Regions from separate parts of the Sus scrofa genome. Here regions 2 and 3 are each linked to region 1. The links are chromatin contacts, called in public HiChIP or PLAC-seq maps. All regions are on one chromosome and are shown on one strand. The core of a region is the stretch at or near the end of the contact, and the rest is flanking DNA. Distances in the headings are between cores, read along the strand shown. Region 1 has its middle 100 kb from the start of SCARB1. Region 2 has its middle 31 kb from the start of NCOR2. Region 3 has its middle 72 kb from the start of NCOR2.

Region 1 (2,535 bases), core at 27-2,526:
GAGTGAAAGCATCACTGTCCCCAGCCACACCCACTAGGTCTCTAGCTAAGCTTTGGGCAGATAAAACCTTCCCCCACTAGCTACCCTACCACTCAAAGGAGAAATACCTGGCCTTCTGAGCAAATTTACATGCTGCTTAGCTCCAAGGGCATTTGAACTCACCTCCCCTGATATACACATAACCACTTAAAGCCGGTTTTAGGCACTAGGATATCTGCCAGTGATTCGCAGGGGAGAATGCCCATGCTGTATTTGACAGCGACACCTTCTGGTAGTGTCCGGTTTTACAGCTCAGCTCTACCAGACCTTGGAAATACTTCAATAAACCACGTCCTGAATGTTTGGGTTCCTTCCAGGAGTACTTTGTGACCCATTTGAAAGTCTTTTCAAACTATTTTTCATCTTGAGGTGCATAAAATGTCCTTTACAATCCTCATGAGAAACTGTGAAATCAATGGGGCAGGAATTAGAACTCCTGCTGGAGGTGTTCCCGCTGGGGCTCAGCAGGTTAAGAACCTGACATATCATATATGAGGATATGGGTTGGACCCTGGCCTCACTCAGTGGGTTAAGGATTTGGCATTGCCACAAGCTGTGGCATAGGTCACAGGTGTGGCTCAGATCCAGAGTTGCTGTGGCAGTCACAGTTCTGATTCAACCCATAGATTGGGAACTTCCATGTGCCACAGGTGCAGCCGTAAAAAAATAAATAAGTACATACATACATACATAAATACGTAAATAAATGAATTCATGGTTTAAAAAAAAAAAAACTCCTGTCGGACAGAGAGGGGTACATGCACAGAGAGGCACAAGTGACTTGCCTGAAGGATACAGCATGGCCAGGCCTCTTCCGCAAATGGCTCTAGGTTCCAAACCCTGCCGTCTACCTAATCTCTGAGCCTGATATCATGGGAGAAACCACGTCCTTCCCCCAAACAGATGCTGCTGCCTCAGCCAGAGCCCACAAGGCTGAGCATACCCTGAGCAGGGCCAGAGATCCGTGTCTCTTCTGGAAGTTCCCGTCCCCTAAAATGGAAGAAATTCCAGCAGCCCGGGGAAGAGCAGATGGGGCGGGCCACGGACCCAGACGGAAGAGCCCAGAGACCAGAAGAATGTTCCACAGTTCTGAGAGCCTGCCATGGTCCCAGCCACCACGCGAACGCCTTCCAGACCACACTGTTTCAACCCATCTGCTGAGATGTTTTCCCTGGGGGAGTGGAAGTTGCATTTCGTAATGGAAGTCGGGGAGGTGCATGAGATCTAGTTTGCAGAAAAGTGCATCGTGGCTAATATTGCTCAAACATCTGTCACTTGAAGTGAAAAACAAACATCTCCATCTCGAAGCTCCCCCCACCCCCACTTTCCTCTTCAACCCAGAAGTTTGCAGCAGCTCAGGCTTCATGACGAATGGACCCAGGAGATCTGGAAACACTTCTGAGTCCAGATTCCAAGACACTGCCATTTGGCCTTCGCCCTCAGGACAGACACGCCTGGAACCCTCAGGAGCTGGCACTTGAGCCCTCAGAGGGGAAAGTCAGAGAAAGGGCCCCCACCCTCACTGAAGCAGCAGACCTTAGCCATCCCTCTGGCAAACATCCAGGGAGGCTTCCTGGATCTCTCTTGCCCTCTCTTTGGGGTTTTGTTGTGGGTGGGAGGGAGCCAAGCACTATTTTTAGAAATGGTTATTCGGACTGCTCTTCTTCCCCTCCCATTCGCAACCTCTCTGGAATGAGCCTGGAGGGTCCCCTGCTGGGGGCTTATCTGGGAGACGCTGGGCACGTGCCTGGCATGCAGAGCCTCTTTGTGGATGGAGTTGGGCTTGCGCTGGGGGTTGGAATGAGTCTTTCAATCTCAGGTTCTCCAGAAGCAGCACCCATTTGTACCTGTGGTTGGAAATGATGTTCCTCGAAGCTGGTTTTCCTAGCTTGATTCCAGAAGGGATACTAGAGATGAGGTCTCTGGCGGCTAGTGACAGAAACCATTTCCCAGAATTCCCTGGTGATGCAGGGGGTTAAGGGTCTGGTGTTGTCACTGCTGTGACTTGGGTCACTGCTGTGGTGCAGGTTTGATCCCTGGCCCGGGAACTTCCACATGCTGAGGACATGGCCAAAAAAAACAAAAAAACAAAAAAAAAAACAGTGACAGGTCTTGGTTAACTGAACCACAAGAGATGTTCAGACAGTAGCTGAGAACACATGCCTTGGACCTGGCCATTGAGACTCAAATCCGGACTCTGACACCTGCCAGTCATTAAGTCCTTGGACTTTTACTCTACCTCGGAGCCTGTTTCCTCATGGGTAAAATGAGGACAGCGATGATAAGGCATTTACCTGGGTTATGAGGACAATGAGAGGAGCTCATATCAAGGGTTGAAAACAGGAGTTTCTGTCACGGCTCAGTGGGTTAAGAACCTGACATAGCGTCCAAGAGGATGCAGGTTTAATCCCCGGCCTCACTTAGTGGGTTAAGAATCTGGCGTTGCTGCCAGCTTCACCATAGGTCACAGATGTGGCTCAGATGTTGCTGTGGCTG
Region 2 (2,535 bases), core at 19-2,518, 210 kb before region 1:
CCTGTGTCCAGCACCTGTCCTCCCCCTGCCCCAGGGCAGGCCAGGCCCCGTCTCGCTGCCAATGAACCCATCAGCCAGCAATATGAACTGACCAAGCCACGTCATGTCCTGACATGGTGCCAGGCACTGTGGGCCCAGCAGTGGGCAAATCGGAAGGAGCTTCTGCTGCCTCGGAAGTGACTGTCTGATGTGGGAAGGCCGACAATGCACGTGGGGAAGCAATCAACTGAGAAACTTCACAGATAAACAGATACAGAGCCGTGGCTCAGCAGTTACCGAACCTGACTAGCATCCACGAGGATATGGGTTCAATCCCTGGCCTTGCTCAGTGGGTTGAGGATCTGGCGTTGCCATGAGCTGTGGTGTAAGTCGCAGATGCGGCTTGGATCCCGAGTTGCTGTGGCTGTAGGCCAGTGGCCACAGCTCCGATTAGATCTCTAGCCTGGGAACCTCCATATGCCACGGGTGTGGCCCTAAAAAACAAAACAACAAAAAAAAATACAGACAGAAGTGGGGGAGGGGGGCTGGGAGCGTGGTGGGGGTGGTGCCTGACTGGGCGGCCAGGAAGACCTCCTGAGGGTGACATCTGAGCTGAGACCTGTGGCCAGGGGGGAACAGCGATTGCAGGGGCTGAGTACAAAGGCCCAGGGATGGGGAGGGATGTGGCTGGAGCAAAAGCCAGGAGATGGGTCAGTTGGGGCCTCTGGGTTTATCCTCAGAGGAGGAGGAAGGGAAGGGAGAGTGTGAGACCAGGAGTTAAAGGTTCCTCCTTCGGACAGGATCCCGCTGCCTGCAGCATGTGGGATAAGAGTGGTTGGATTCGGGGGGCCAGGAGGAGGCGGGAGCCGGACAGCCGGCGGGGTGGGGGGAGGGGCACCACAGTGCCTGGTCAGCCCTTGTGAACATGCAAGGGGTCTTCACCAGAAAGATCCTGCCCCCAATAACAGCTTATTGGTTTTGGACTGTTAGGGCCATGGGGGTCTCCAAGGCAGGGTCCCCACCCTGGAACATCCCAGAAATGGGCAGTGATATTTCGGGCTGTCCTGTGATTGGCCCTCGGCCAGCGGGACAGTCCCACACCACTAAAGTCACTTTCCCCACACAATTTTCAAATAACCTGGCCATTAAACAAAACCTCCCAGAACCGATCCGAATACAAGCTTTAAAAAAAAAAAAAAAAACCACTTTCATGCATCTCCAGAACCGAAACGCTTCTGATCTCACTTGCCTCAAATTGACACTGACTCATTCTGAGTGGGAGCCAACAGTAGCTTCCTCCCGTTTCCCTTTACACTACAATGGGGCAGCACACTGATTGTTGTTGTTGTTGATGTTGTTAATTCTGTGCAAAGTAAGACTGTTCAGGAGGAATTTCAGTGCCAAGGAGTAAAGGGGATTTTCCAAGGATACACCATAAACATTGCCAGGGGTTGTCCAGAGGCTGTGCCACTCTGGGTAAGTGAGCTGACCTTTCTGAGCCTTAGCTGTGTGTGCCTATAACCCAGGGAAAGTGATGATGTGATCGTTGCTCCCTCACGAGACGAAATTGAGAGGATCAAACGAATTAACGCGCTGAGGGCCTGCCTCTCTTAGATATGGAAAAGGACACAGCCCTTGGTCCGTCACATGCAGCTGAAGAGAGTGGAGGCAGGTGGGGCAAAAGCCCCCACCACAGCACCCCGCCAACCCCGGCAGCTGGCCAGGGGGTGGAGGAGAAAATCCAGCACTCCCTGCCTGGGCCAGGTGGCTCGTCGCCAGCCAGGCTTTCATCTCCAGCAGATAAGCCGTCTGCTCAAGTTCACGTTCAGGATCAAATGAACCCACTTAATCGCCTTAGGGATCTCCACTGAGCCGGCTCCTTAGGGACTTGGGGAGAAGGGCAGCTGAGTCCCCTCCAGCCAAGACCCCCACCCGCATGGCTAGGCCTAGAGAGGATGCTGCTGGCACCCTGCCCACCTCACTGTCTCCCTACACTGCCGGCTACAGCGACTCCCAAGGGCAGATGTATGCACACACCATACACACACACATCTGCACTGCCCGCTGCAGTACCCCCCAAGGGCAGAGGTGTGCACACTGACCTTCAGAGTGTGCACACGCACACAGGCATGCATGTGTGCACACACACGCACATCTTCATCCACTCACCATCACAAAGCACCTACTGTGCACCCCGTGCCCCATCCCCACAGCAGCCCAGAAGGTAAGCGCTGCCATGAACGCCACTCTCCACGAGGCCGGGAAAGGAAAGAGCCAGCCCACAAAGGTGACAGAGCTCCTGGCGGGAGGACCAGCCACCCACAGGACAATGCTTTCCCCATTCCACGGAGGGAGAGATGGAGGCAGGAACAGGCCTTAAGTCACCACCACACCCCGAGGCCATGCCAGGGGCAGGTGGGCAGGCTGGTAGAGCACAGGACTATGCCTGGGGGAGGGGCGGGCCAAAAGGCACAGGCCTGTGTGTCCTCAGCTGTACCCTAGCACCTGGGACAGCTCCTGGCACACAGTAGGTACTCCGTGAACACATCTGAAGGA
Region 3 (2,535 bases), core at 12-2,511, 170 kb before region 1:
TTTAAATTTCTTTGATTTAAAAAATTTTTTTTAATTTAGTTTAATTTAATTGTTTATTTTTTGTCTTTTTAGGGCTGCACCTGCGGCATATGGAGTTTCCCAGGCTAGGGGTGGAATCAGAGTTACAACTAGGCTACACCACAGCCAGAGCAACACTATATCTGAGCTGTGTCTGTGACCTACACCACAGCTCACAGCAACACAAGATCCTTAACTCACTGAGCAAGGCCAGGGATGGAACACGCATCCTCATGGATCATGGATCCTAGCTGGGTTCTTCTTAAAGGGAACTCCACCCTGACTTGTTCTTGGTGGGGGAGGCTGGACATTCCAGCTCCTTCCTTCCCCCGTGCAAGGAGCCCTGTCATGCCCTGCCGTGAGTCCCCAGGAGGAGTCCCGCAGAATCTGTGCCTCCTCTCCTAGGTTCTGTGAACTTGACTGCTGATGGCTGGCCCCCTCTGACCTTCCTCAAAGGGCTGACTTAGTGCCGCCCAGGCTGGGGCTCATGTCCCCTGGCATGGCCATCTGGCTGTACTGGCTGAAGGAGGGAACGAAAGCCCAGCCCCCGCCTCAAGGCAGGACCAGCTCTGTGGCCGTCCTGTGCCCCAAGCTGCCCCTGGGACCAAGTTGAGGCCAAGACATCACCTAAAACTGCCCTTTGCCCTGATTTCGTCCCCCCTTCCTGTCTGCTTCCTCACTCCCTTCCAACTTGTCCTGGGAGCACATCCTTAACAACAAGTCACTGGTTCAGACATTTTCATCTCAGAGTCTGCTTCTGAGGAGACTGGCCCGAGGCACCTGTTCTTGCCTGGAGAGACCCCGTGTTGGCTGGTGGACCTGAGGGAAGTCTGGGGAAGGTTTTCTCTCCCTGATGAAAGACTGAGACCTGGTACCTTTTCAATCCCTGGACATGATTGTGTGGAGACCAGTGGCTGTGGGCAGAGGCTCAAGAGGCACAGAGATGGCACCTGCAGAGCAATGCCTGGGGTGCACACACGCTTCCACGCCTCAGCATGATCCTGATGGAATGTGGCTACCACATGGAGGGGGACAGTCCTTGCTGATATCACTGAGAAACCAATCCTGCGGCTGCTTATCTAGACCTTTGTTTTTGTGAGATTAGACTCAATCCTCTGGGTGGAAAATTCTGGCTAGAAAGGTTGTTACTTGCAGCTGGAAGTGTGCCCGCTGACAGAGCTGCCCAGCACCCCTTCCATTCCGGAGGCTACATTTACCACACAGGAAAACCCCTTTCTAGTGACTGAGTCAGATCCAGAGGGAAAGACTAGTCACCTTCATTGTGGCCAACGACACGTGAGGGACACTTCCTAAGGCCTCCTGGGAAAAATGGCTTTGTCATGTCTGGGTGCAGTACCCAGATCTGGGACGACCATCTGGCCCAAGGAGAATCCCTGACCCCCAGCCTCCAGTGGCTGCAGCCAGAGTCTGGTCACTGTGCCTGGCACCTTTGGGGCTCCAAACTTTTTTTTTTTTAATTTTTTAAATTAAAGTATCATTGATTTACGATGTTGTGTCAATTTCTGCTGTACAGGCCCAGACTTCTTGCCATTTTCTTTTTGTTTGTTTGTTTTTGTTTTCTTCTTTTGTCTTTTTAAAAAAGGCCACACCCACGGAATATGGAGGTTCCGAGGCTAGGGGTCAAATCGGAGCTAGCTAAGCTCGTTGTCATTTTCTTACTAACGTTTTCTTACTAATGAAGTCCATTTGAATTGGGTTTTCCAATACTGGCAGCCAAGAAGTGACAACGTGAGGACATTTGGGTGGTCCCTTCTGGACCCCTGTGCTAAAAGTAGAGAAAGCACGAGGATGGATAAGGTTAAAAATGCCACCTAGGAGTTCCCGTTGTGGCTCAGCAGGCTGAGAACCCAACTAGTATCCCTGAGGATATGGGTTCCTTCCCTGGCCTTGCTCAGTGGGTTAAGGGTCTGGCATTGCTGTGAGCTGGGGCATAGGTCGCAGAGACAGCTTGGATCCGGTGTAGCTGTGGCTCTGATGTAGGCCGGCAGCTGCAACTCCCATTTGACTCCTAGTCTGGGAACTTCCATATGCCTCAGATATGGCCCTAAAAGGACACACACACACACACACACACACACAGCCTACCTCTCAGGCCTTGCCATGTGACATTAGCCACTATTGGGCACTTCCCATTTGCTCACATGAATCTTCAGGACAGCCCTGTAAGATTGGATGAGTCAACCCTATTTTATATTATGGAGGTCTGGAGAAGGTAAGAGATTTGCCCAGAGTCACACAGCTTGTGAAGCCACATTCTTCATCGCAAACCCTGAGGGAGCTGCCAACCCCTTGCAAGAGAGACAGGCGCCCAGGGCAGGAGGGAGGCCCTGGAGGAAGGGCAGGAGGGAGGCAGGAGGATGATGTGGACCAGAGTCAGAAAGGCCTTCCACGGGCTTGCTGTGTGACTTTGAGCAAAGTGCTTTGCCTCTCGGCGAAACAGTTCCCTCTTGAGTAAGATGGAGGCCTCCTGGGCAGGTAAGTCAAATGAGAAGCATC

What was found. HiChIP or PLAC-seq counts read pairs in DNA pulled down with a chosen protein or histone mark.
Region 2: a contact with region 1 is called in an H3K27ac HiChIP or PLAC-seq map of alveolar macrophages, with 13 times the contacts expected there. The contact joins two enhancer-like sites. A contact is called at or near these places in 1 of 47 Hi-C or Micro-C datasets (epiblast stem cells) and 1 of 2 datasets of contacts at active chromatin or transcription factors (alveolar macrophages).
Region 3: an H3K27ac HiChIP or PLAC-seq map of alveolar macrophages shows a contact between it and region 1. The contact joins two enhancer-like sites. A contact is called at or near these places in 12 of 47 Hi-C or Micro-C datasets (alveolar macrophages, embryonic fibroblasts, fetal liver and 5 more) and 2 of 2 datasets of contacts at active chromatin or transcription factors (alveolar macrophages and skeletal muscle).

What each region holds. Positions count from the first base shown.
Region 1 is chr14:28,402,177-28,404,711 of Sscrofa11.1, reverse strand. No RefSeq gene overlaps it. Among named protein-coding and RNA genes, the nearest start is that of SCARB1, 100 kb to the right of the region's middle. Within about 2 kb of position 1,276, at least 26 of the 83 cell types and tissues checked have an H3K27ac peak or open chromatin away from gene starts, as enhancers often do. A contact at or near this core is called in alveolar macrophages, where this site is marked.
Region 2 is chr14:28,610,429-28,612,963 of Sscrofa11.1, reverse strand. No RefSeq gene overlaps it. Among named protein-coding and RNA genes, the nearest start is that of NCOR2, 31 kb to the left of the region's middle. Within about 2 kb of position 1,268, at least 16 of the 83 cell types and tissues checked have an H3K27ac peak or open chromatin away from gene starts, as enhancers often do. A contact at or near this core is called in alveolar macrophages, where this site is marked.
Region 3 is chr14:28,569,252-28,571,786 of Sscrofa11.1, reverse strand. No RefSeq gene overlaps it. Among named protein-coding and RNA genes, the nearest start is that of NCOR2, 72 kb to the left of the region's middle. Within about 2 kb of position 1,261, at least 9 of the 83 cell types and tissues checked have an H3K27ac peak or open chromatin away from gene starts, as enhancers often do. A contact at or near this core is called in alveolar macrophages, where this site is marked.